2 separate regions of the Mus musculus genome follow, and region 2 is linked to region 1. The links are chromatin contacts, called in public promoter capture Hi-C maps. All regions are on one chromosome and are shown on one strand. The core of a region is the stretch at or near the end of the contact, and the rest is flanking DNA. Distances in the headings are between cores, read along the strand shown.

The links. Promoter capture Hi-C pulls out the DNA fragments that hold promoters and counts their contacts.
Region 2: a contact with region 1 is called in a promoter capture Hi-C map of liver, with 9 times the contacts expected there. The contact joins the promoter of Ces2e here to the promoter of Ces2a in region 1. A contact is called at or near these places in 7 of 39 promoter capture datasets (cranial neural crest, embryonic stem cells, liver and 2 more), 3 of 484 Hi-C or Micro-C datasets (liver, muscle stem cells and nephron progenitors), 2 of 115 datasets of contacts at active chromatin or transcription factors (hepatocytes and intestinal villus epithelium) and 3 of 9 other capture datasets (adipose tissue, embryonic stem cells and liver).

The regions. Positions count from the first base shown.
Region 1 is chr8:104,731,208-104,736,331 of GRCm38.p6, forward strand. It overlaps Ces2a (carboxylesterase 2A), which reads left to right and starts at 2,796. Exons shown (of 12, transcript NM_133960.5): 1 at 2,796-2,940; 2 at 3,490-3,694; 3 at 4,855-4,993. The coding sequence starts at 2,865.
Region 2 is chr8:104,923,959-104,929,082 of GRCm38.p6, forward strand. It overlaps Ces2e (carboxylesterase 2E), which reads left to right and starts at 2,302. Exons shown (of 12, transcript NM_172759.3): 1 at 2,302-2,438; 2 at 3,050-3,254; 3 at 4,770-4,911. The coding sequence starts at 2,363.

The DNA of each region.
Region 1 (5,124 bases), core at 1,546-4,045:
CCTCTGCCTAGAGAGTTCAAGTTCTATGACTTTGCCCAGTCTCAGCAAACTGCCAACCTACTCCACGTTGGATCCAAATTCCTGGCTGAGAAAGATCCCAATGTTGTTTCCTGTCAATAACACAGGAAACAGACTTGGGCCTACAGGTCCATGATACCACTGGACTAACTTCCTCCTAACTGGTTAAATGCTGTAGCCTATGGGCTCCTGCTTCTCCCTCTCCTCACGCATGGCAAGACTCTTAAGGGGGACATAGGGAACCTTAGTTAAAGTTCTGTTTACTCAGAGGCTGAGACTACAGAGATGGACTAGCTCACAGCGATGTCAGAAGAGCTTGTTAGAAGTGTGTGTCTCCAAATTCCCTCACCAGGGCCTGTGGAATGACTTGGCAAGTTAAGGGTACCTGCCTCCAAACTGGTGGCCAGAGTTCAACCCGAAGAACCCACACTGCGGAAAAAGATAACTGACTCCAAATGCCCCAGCCAAAGGGCACAGACCAAAGTATACAGCCAAAGACACAGAGTAGCCATCTATCTACCAAGCAAAGGATACCAGAGGAGGTCACCCAGGCTGATCCAGCCCAGAGTGAGGGGATCTGAGTTACGCTGGACCTGCAAGTCAGAGGACAGAGGAGCAGGTGGATCTTTCCCCTTAGTGCTTTTGTAGCTGTAGCTGCTACTGGACTTTTAGATAATAATAATATAATATATTCATGGTGCCAAGTATCTCTGCGTGTGCCAAGCCCTAGGATAGAACAGACTGGCATCCTTCAACAGGGCACTGTACAGAGTCATTAGGGTATACAGAAGTTCCTTGTGTACCCACCACGCCTCAGTTGACCTTAGTATTCCCTGGGTTCATTTCACTCTGCACATAACCTGGGAAAGGGCAGGTTGGATTTCAGTGCAAATGGCATGTGTGTTCTGAGTCAGAATGGCGTTATGCCCAGATTGTGTGTGCTGCAACTGATGGTCCCCGCCCACACCTCCTCCCCGACCTCTCCAATCTGATAGTATAAACGTTATTGACCTCTTCCTAAGCCTCCCCAGTCCGATCCACTGAACTCACCTCACCTGTGACCCCCTGCTGTGGGTCACCAGACTCTGAAAGGTCACCAGGGTTCTCCATGCAGCAAGATCTGCTTGACTCACTAGTGACTACTGTTTGGAACATTCTTTGTTTGGATTCCTGGGCTTAGAATTGGTGTCAACTGGAAGCAGAATGGAGTTGCATCTTATCCCCTCCCCCATCTCACCCCATTCTGCAACATTCTTGGGAACACCAGATTGTCCGAGCCTTGTGGGGGATGCCCAGGATTACTTAGGGCAGATGTATATGAGGTGAATGCTTTGCAAACCCAGAGCCCGAGAAGCTGAGGTAGCAGGCCAATCTGGACTACAGAGAATATCCTGTCTTCAGCACAGAGTAGCTGAAAATGAAGAAGAAACGTGTTCACCTAATTTGAGTTCCACCAATGGCTCTTGTTCTAGAATATGGCTTTTTAGCTTACAGCCAGATGGGCATTTTGCCTGACCACACAGAATTTCATAGCTTTTTCTTTCTTAGAAGAGAAAGCTTTGTGGGCATAGCTGGGCTCTAAGCAGAACCATTTCAGTATTTGTTGTCTGTTACAAGAATGGTCAGGCATCAGTGACTGGTGCCATGTGTATGTATTCTGTATGTGTGTCTGTGGCTATGGCTGTGTGTTTGTGTCTGTGTGTGAGTCTGTGTATATGTGTGGATCTGTGTATGTGTGTGTTTGGAGTGCTTGTGCCTGTGTGTATCTCTCTGTCTATATGTCTGTCTGTCTGTCTGTCTGTCTGTCTGTCTGTCTGTCTGTCGGTCTGTCTCTCTCTCTGTGGGGCTCTGCTGAAGTTTCTTTCCAGCCCTCAAAGCCTGGAGATACTGTGAGGTTCATGTTCATGTGCTCAGAACATCTGTGAATATGTTTGACTGTGAGGTGTGTCTTGGCAACAGAATGGAAACATTAGAAGGTCCAGATATGTTCAGAAGAGCATCCTATCCCTGTCTCCCTGAGTGCCTGCCCTTGCACAGACACTTATTTCTAACTTTTACAGGCCCTCTGAGATCCTTTGGTTGCTTGTGACACAATCACTCACCTTCAGATTCCATATTATTAATTTATTGATGTCCCTAAATCTTCTCTGGGCCCTCTATTAAAAACATTATATACTTATGCCATCATACAATGGAGATGAATGTTGCTCCATCTGCCTCTGTGTCTCCTAAGCAGTTTCTCTCTGTCATTACGGGGTTCTCTCCTCTAATCCCCACGTTCCCAGGCACCCTAAATATGACAAACCTTTATCTTCCCAGGGTGCTAACTTTTGCAGGATTCATAGAGTAACTTGAAGGCCAATCCCAGGACATGACTAAAATGATGATTCTTGTAATGTCAATCTTCCACAACAGGAAGTATCCTGACTGTGTACCTATTGACAAGAGCCCTGTGGCTTCTCCTGTTGCAGCTTTCTGCTCCCTGATCTTCATACCAACACCTACATTGGGATGGTGAGGAAGAGAGTCAGGAATCATGATTCCATATTGGAGGTCAGGGATCCTGGCATTGCAGAAGGACTTCAGATGCCCTGCTGTGTCTGTCCAAGAGGCCAGGGAAGGAAGAGAAACTGCAGAGGTGGCTTTGCCTGCTTGTTGGCTCTTGTCTCCCTGTGGCTTCTGCCTTATCAGTTTTTCTGCAATAAGAACTTTGCCCCATCCAATCAAATGTCCACACCTACACCCCTAAAAGTACAAATTCCTGCTTGGACCAGGCCGATCTGTTTTTGTTTCCTGCTGTGACACTCTCATGTGCAGCAGCACAGGTTTAGGCCTGAGATTCAACCATGCCATTGGCTAGACTTCCTGGTTGGCTGTGTGTTGTTGCCTGTGGGCTCCTGCTTCTCCTCCAGCATGTGCATGGTAAGACTATCTAAATGAGCACAGGGGACTTGGGTCAGAACTGCCCCAGTTCGGCAAAGTCAGAGGCTGAGCTTGTGGGATGGAAGGCACCAGGAAGGGAAAAGGAGCTGGTGGAGAATGACAGGTGACAGTGTGGGGAATGTGTGCTTTGTAATGTCCCACCAGGGCACATGGGGCGGGGGGGGGGCATCAGAGATGTCTGAGGTTAGCACATACTGAGGAGACAACCGGGACAGAACAACAAGCAGGACATGTCCCTCCTCTGTGTGTGCTTGTGGCTAGAAATCCTACAACATTGATAATGATAATAATTCCTTCCTAATGCCAAGTGGCTCTAAGCCTGTCACTTTGTTGACTAGGGAAGAGTCCTGACAGTTTGGAAGAGGGTCAGTGGACAAGGTGTCTGTCCCTAGGGAATCTAGAAGCCCTCATCTCCTCATCCTACTACTGAACTGAGATGACCCAGGTTACCTTCCCCATGTACCATGGTGATGATGAGGTAGAAAGTCCCAAGTGTGGTGACAGCTGATGGCATCTCTCCACTTACAGGCCAGGACTCAGCCAGCCCCATCAGGAACACCCACAGGGGTCAGGTGAGAGGCAGCTTTGTCCACGTGAAGGACACTAAATCTGGTGTCCATGCCTTCCTGGGAATCCCCTTTGCCAAGCCTCCTGTAGGACTACTGCGCTTTGCACCTCCTGAGGACCCTGAGCCATGGAGTGGTGTGAGAGATGGGACCTCACAGCCGGCCATGTAAGTTCTAGACCCAGAGGACTTCAGGCCTGTGCTCTGGGCCACACTGCAGGCTTCCTCCACCTCAGCTCTATAGCAGTTTTCTGCCTATGATGAGGGGCATCTCCCATGCACGTTCTTGATGAATGTGCTAAGAATTAGAGTAGAACAGCTGTGCCAGGCTGCTGGGTCAGAGCACAGCACCTGTAGGGACTTAGTTGTAGGAACTGCAGTAAGGAACAGAGACTGAGCCCATTCTTCACAGTCCCTGTGACCATCCACTGTCCTTGTGCCATTGACTAAGGAACAAGCACACATGCTTCTAACTGGAGACTATGTGGAACAAGGAGGTACCTTATTGGTACTTGGGAGTGAAATGAAGAATGTCTCACTATCATATGGAGTGGCATTGCCCACTCATTCCTATAGTTGCTATGTGGGCACAGTACCTCAATACCCAAGTATCTTAGTTCCCTTTCTATTGCTGTGATAAAGTATCCTTACATAAGCAACTTAGTGAAGAAAGATTTTACTATGGGTCACAATCCCAGCTTATAATCAATCATAGGTGGGAAACTACAGAGTCAGATGTTTAAGAGAGCTGATTGCATCCCATCCATAATCAGGAGCAGAGTTCAAAGGACACATGCTTGCCTACTAACCTTCACTTACTCTCTCCATTCTTATACAATCCAGAAGCCCCCTTCCTAGGGAATGATGCCTCCTATAATGAGCAGGTATTCCTATTGCAAAGAACATGATTGAGATAATGTTACTTGCATGCTGACCAGTCACCAGGATCTAGACAATCCCTCAGTAAGATTCTTTTCCCAGGTGATTATACAGTGTGCCGAGTCATCAATCAAAACTAACCACCATATCAGGATTTTAATTTTACAAACAGGATTGAATGTGGGAACACAAATTATTTTCACTGAAGCTGTTGTAAGTCTCCATATACTAGCCCCCAGAATATTACTATATACGGAGAGTCCTCCCTGAAAAAAATCTGACTCCATTTCCATTTTCACATGGCTGGTGGTCTTTATTGTGGGAGGGACTTTAGAGAAGAATCATAATGTTAACAGGCATGATGGAAAGCAGTAGCGGTAGGTGACTGAAAGTTCATATTAAGACATAGATGTGATTATCTTGGATTTCCTGCCTTCTGTTTTCACTAGGTGTCTGCAGCCTGATATAATGAATTTAGAGGATGCGAAGGAAATGAATCTGATCCTGCCTCCCATCTCTATGTCCGAGGACTGCCTGTATCTCAACATCTACACACCAACCCACGCCCAGGAGGGCTCTAACCTGCCTGTGAGTGTCAGGCTAGCGCCATTGGGAACAGGTCATTTATTTCTCTGGAAGATGGGAAGGAACAAAATAATTCTGAGCTCCACTGTAGTTTAGACCCTGATTAGTAGTTTTACCTTATTGAGTTCAAGAAG
Region 2 (5,124 bases), core at 1,052-3,551, 190 kb after region 1:
AGTCTCATTACTAGGTACAATTTATTCAAGCATTGCGTCCTTTGCTAAACAATGCCATTCTACATATGCACTCAACACATTTACCCACTCCCCAGTTAATACACACCTGAGCAACCTGATTCCTACTACTTCCCATCAAGCTCTTGTGAACTTTCTCAAACACAGGGTTTGTTTTGTTTTGTTTTGTTTTAGTTTTGTTTTGTTTTGTTTTGTTTTGTTTTGTTTTTTAGCTTAATATTTTCTTCTCTTTGGGCCAAGCTGTCTTCTATGACTGTATCATTCTTATCTCCTCCAGGCATGTTTGAGGACACTGGTGACCCCATATCTTTGCACCGAATCGGTGTGAAGGAGTATCTATTGCAGGTGTTTCAATAGAATTTGAGCTTCTGCTTCCCCCACTTCTCCCTGTTCCTGAGCTCACTCTCCACTTCTTCCAAGAAATGCACCTGAGAGTCTTCTTCATTCCACATATTTGCTATGGCCTTGGCAATTACCAACATGAGGGTCTCTGGATAAATGTGCAGTAAGTAACAAAGCCCATGGGTTCTACCACCCCTTCCCAGCATTCCCAGTTACTGTTCTATAGATAACTCCATGACCAAGAGTACTTGTGAAAGAAAGCATTTAATTGGGGGCTTCCTTACATTTCAGAGGATGAGTTCAGAACCATCATCCTGGTGGGCAGCATGGCAGCAGGCAGGCAGGAACGGAGCTGGAGCAGTAGCTGAGAGTTTACATTCTGATCCATAAGCAGAAAGCAGAGACTTGTCCTGGCATGGGTTTTTGAAACTTCAAATCCCACCCCCAGTGACAAACCTCCTTCAACAAGAGCACACCTCCTAATTCCTCCAAAACAGTCCATCAACTGGAAAGCAAACATTCAAATATATGAGTCTGTAAAGGCTATTCTCTTTCAAACCACTACACCAGTAGAGCTGAGAAAGTCTTGTATTAAGAGGAAGCACCAGGAAGCCCTGAAAACTTGAAGATGCTGATTCCTTGACCCTGAGAAAGAAGGAACTGAAGACGACCTCGTAGCCCTACAGCGCATCAGTTTCTTTGCTCAAGGAACTGAGAGGAGGGAGAGGAGCAGCCAGTGAGGGCTGGGACAGCAGACTGGTCAGGAGTGCATTGCAGCCACTACATTGAAACAATAGCCAGTGTTGGTAGGGAAAGGCTTGGCTGTATCATGCTTGCAGAGACAGAGAAGCCTTAAGGATGTAGCTCCGCCCGCAGTGCTAGGCCCATAAATTATCAGGATCTGGAAATACAGAGTGAAGGCAAATTCTCAGACTTCAGGCTTACTTTGATCCCTGTATCATGCCCTCTAGGAGATCCGTTGGGCATTGTGGGAGCTCCTAGTCCTGTACTCTTTGGTGTGTTCTGCCAGGGTTCTTTGTGATTATTACACACCTAGTGTAGACCTGTACCTTTGGCTTTATCATAGACTCTGAGAGCTCAGACACTGAGAGTTCAGTGTTAGACTAGCAGGACCTGAGTAAATGTTTGCTAAGTGAAGACCAGGAGATGGCACAATGTGCCAAGGAATTTTCAAAAGGCCAGAGACCTAAAATGGGTCCCCTATATCCACATGGTGGAATGATCTGACTGACGGAAGAGGCATTTCACATGTGTGGCATGGCATTCACACATGCATATAAACACATGCACAAGAAAGAAAGAAATAGAAAAAAATGGAAAGTGCTCCTTAAGTAGATAAAGAACTATGAAAGTTGATCTCAGCAGGAGCTGGCTAAAAGAGGAAACATATATTACAGAGGTGGTGTGAATAAGGAATGAGACTTGCGAAGTGCCACATTGTGGTGTTTCAGTGAAATAGCCAGGACACATGTGGAGGGGTCCATATAGACCCTAAGATCACTGTAATGGACATATTCTGAACACATTCTCTCCCTCCTTCCCTCTCTTCTCCCCCTCCCTCCCCCTCCCCTCTCTTATCTTGAATACATACCTACTTGAAGAAGCCCCCCAGGCTGTCTCTGTTACAGATTCCTGTTCTCTGAACTCCAGAACAACACTAACATCTGCCCAATGAGTACAAGGACAGTGATCATGGTTTGAATTGACTTAGGCTTGAATATAGGACTCCCTGTGTTACAGAAGGACTTCAGATGGCATGATATACCTTTCTAGGAGGCCAAAGAGCAGGAATAGAGATTGCTTTGGCTTCCTGCTGGCCTGCTCTTCTTTGGCAATACGAACTTTGCCCCGCCCTAGTGAATTTCCTGCCTACTTTATTTTAGGTCCAAATTCCTGCCTAGGCAAGACCCACATCTTTTATTTCCTGTCCATAGCACACAGATATCCTGGAGCAACACAGACTCAGATCTAAGAGCTGACTATGCCACTATACAAACTTCTTGGATGGCTGAATGCTGTGGCCTGTGGGGTCCTGCTTCTCGTTCTGCATGTGCAAGGTGAGAGTCATTCAGTGAGCAATGAGGAACAGGTCAGAGCTGCTCAGTTCCTCGGAGTCAGCAGGTTCGTTTGTGGGAGGGAAGTCACCAGGGAGGGAAAAGCTGGTAAAGATGGCAGATAAAAAGGGTGGAAAATGTGTGCCTCCCAATGCCTTCACCAAAGCCCACAGAGTGAACCCTGCTGCACATAGAGGGTCAGCAATACCTATGAACACCCCTTTCCAAAAACAATCATTCCAGTGGAAGAAGGGCTAAGAAGTGCTGCACCTGAAGGTTAGAGGAAAGAGAGCAAAGGTATCATTTCCTCTCTCCCTGTGTGACTGTGGCTGCTACAGACCTTTCGGTGATGATGAAAAGAATACATCCATGCTGTCAAGTGGCTCTGAGCATGTCTCCTCCTTAGAGACATGCCCTGCTACCATTCAAAAGGAGTATAAGTAATGTTCCTGGCTTGGGGGTTATGTAGAAGCTCCTACTCGCACATCCCACACCTGAGCCTACACACCCCAAATTCCCTTCCCCATGGGCACTTAGTGAAAATAAGGTGGGAATAAACCATGTAGTGGCAACTGCCTGGGCAAAACTAACCATGTTGGCATCTCCACCCACAGGTCAGGACTCAGCCAGCCCCATCAGGAACACACACACAGGCCAGGTGAGAGGCAGCCTTGTCCACGTGAAGGACACTGACATCGCTGTTCATACCTTCCTGGGAATCCCCTTTGCCAAGCCTCCTGTAGGACCACTGCGCTTTGCACCTCCTGAGGCCCCTGAGCCATGGAGTGGGGTGAGGGATGGGACCTCACATCCAAACATGTAAGTTTTGGACCTAGACAATTGCAGGCCGGGGGTAAAAGCATGCTTTAAGCTCTGGGAGCAAATGAAATGCTTCCTTCTTCTCAACCCCATAGAAGTTTTCTGTCTATGATGTGCAGTGCGTTGTGCATTTTTAGATACATAGCTAAGGCTTCTAATAGAAAAAACTTTGCCAGTCTCCTGGGTCAAAGATCAGTTCCTATACGTTATCTCTCAGTTTTGCAGTGAGAAACAGATATGAATGGTTCCTAGATTCAGAATATGCCAAGTGATCTCTGCCACCATAAATGAGGTCTATGGACAAAGGTCAGTATAAACACCTTAACCAGCAAGAGCCCAGAGTCAAGTATAATGTACTATAAGTCTCTCAGGAGGGCAGCAGTGATGTGTCCTTTCACAACTCCAGCCTCTACAGTTCCTCATACAACCAAAGGAGCCAAGTGCCATTGTCCAAAGAAACATATAAAACCTTCCTCTGAAGATTACGTGTGAAGTAGAGGTCCTGAGAGTTTCTGGAAGTAGGGTAAAGAACATCCCATGGGTCTTTGGGACATTGTTTTTGGGACATTGTCCACTGCACCCCTTAGTGCCTGTGTAGGTATTGCACAACATTATCTTGGTATCTTCATTTTGTTTCTTGTAGCTGTGATAAAATACCTGGTAAAAAGCAGGTTAAGACAGAAACTGTTTATTATGGGTCACAACTCCATGTTACCATAGACTACAAGGGGGAAACTTAAGGGAATAAATAATATCACATCTTTAAATGGGACCAGAGAGCAAGGAATGCATACCTACTGCCTAATGTTCAGTTTGCCTTCTCTGTTCATACTATTCAGAAGCCCCTTCTTAGAGAATGGTTCCCCCCATGGTTGAAAAGTTTACCACCTCAATTAACAGAATCAAGGAAATCCCCATAGGCTAACCTGATCTAGACAATCCTTCACTGAGACTATATTCCCAAGTGATTCTATGTTATCTTAAGGTAAAAATTAAGACTAACCTTCTCAATAGGCATTAAAGAGTACTAACAGAACTGGTGCTTATCGCTGCTCACGGGAAATTATTCTCATAGAGCCTCCAGGAGTTCCCCAGAAGCCAAACTCAAAAAAGAATAAAATATATGCCTTCACCCAAGTGGGGACCTCTCTGGAAATCTGATTCTACCTCAGATTTCAATAAGCCTGCAGCCTTTACCATGGTAGGAAAAGGAAATCTTAGGGATACTAGAAAGCACAAAAAACCTGAGTTCTGCTACCGTGTAGACCCTCGTGGGTTCAAGAAGACCTTCTTATCCACTATTGGCAGCTGAACCCTAGGTATAGGACACTGAGCAATGGAGTGCTGGGGTGTCAGAGGTTCTGTTCCAGGAACTAACTCTTTAGAGAGAATCATACATTAGCAGGACAACTTGGAGGGAAGTGGCTAAAAGTGGCTGAGAGACAACCCAGACTGATAAGACCTGATATTGACCAGTAAATATCTCTTGTATTAACTGTCTGCCATTGTCATCAGGTGTCTACAAAATGACAATTTGATGGGTTCAGAGGATCTGAAGATGATGAACTTGATCCTGCCTCCCATCTCTATGTCTGAGGACTGCCTGTATCTCAACATCTATGTACCAGCCCATGCCCATGAGGGTTCTAACCTACCTGTGAGAGCTGGGTCATGGTCAACTGGGTGGCAGTGGGGTTTTCTTTCTTAGGAAGATTAGAAAGCACAAAACAACTGAGTTCTGCTATAGTGTAGACCCTAGTGGTTCAATAAGACCTTCTTACCCACAATTGGCAGCTGAACACTAGGGACACTGAGCAATGGAGCACTGGGAGGTCAGAGGTTGTGTTCCAGGAACTAACTCGGGACTTTC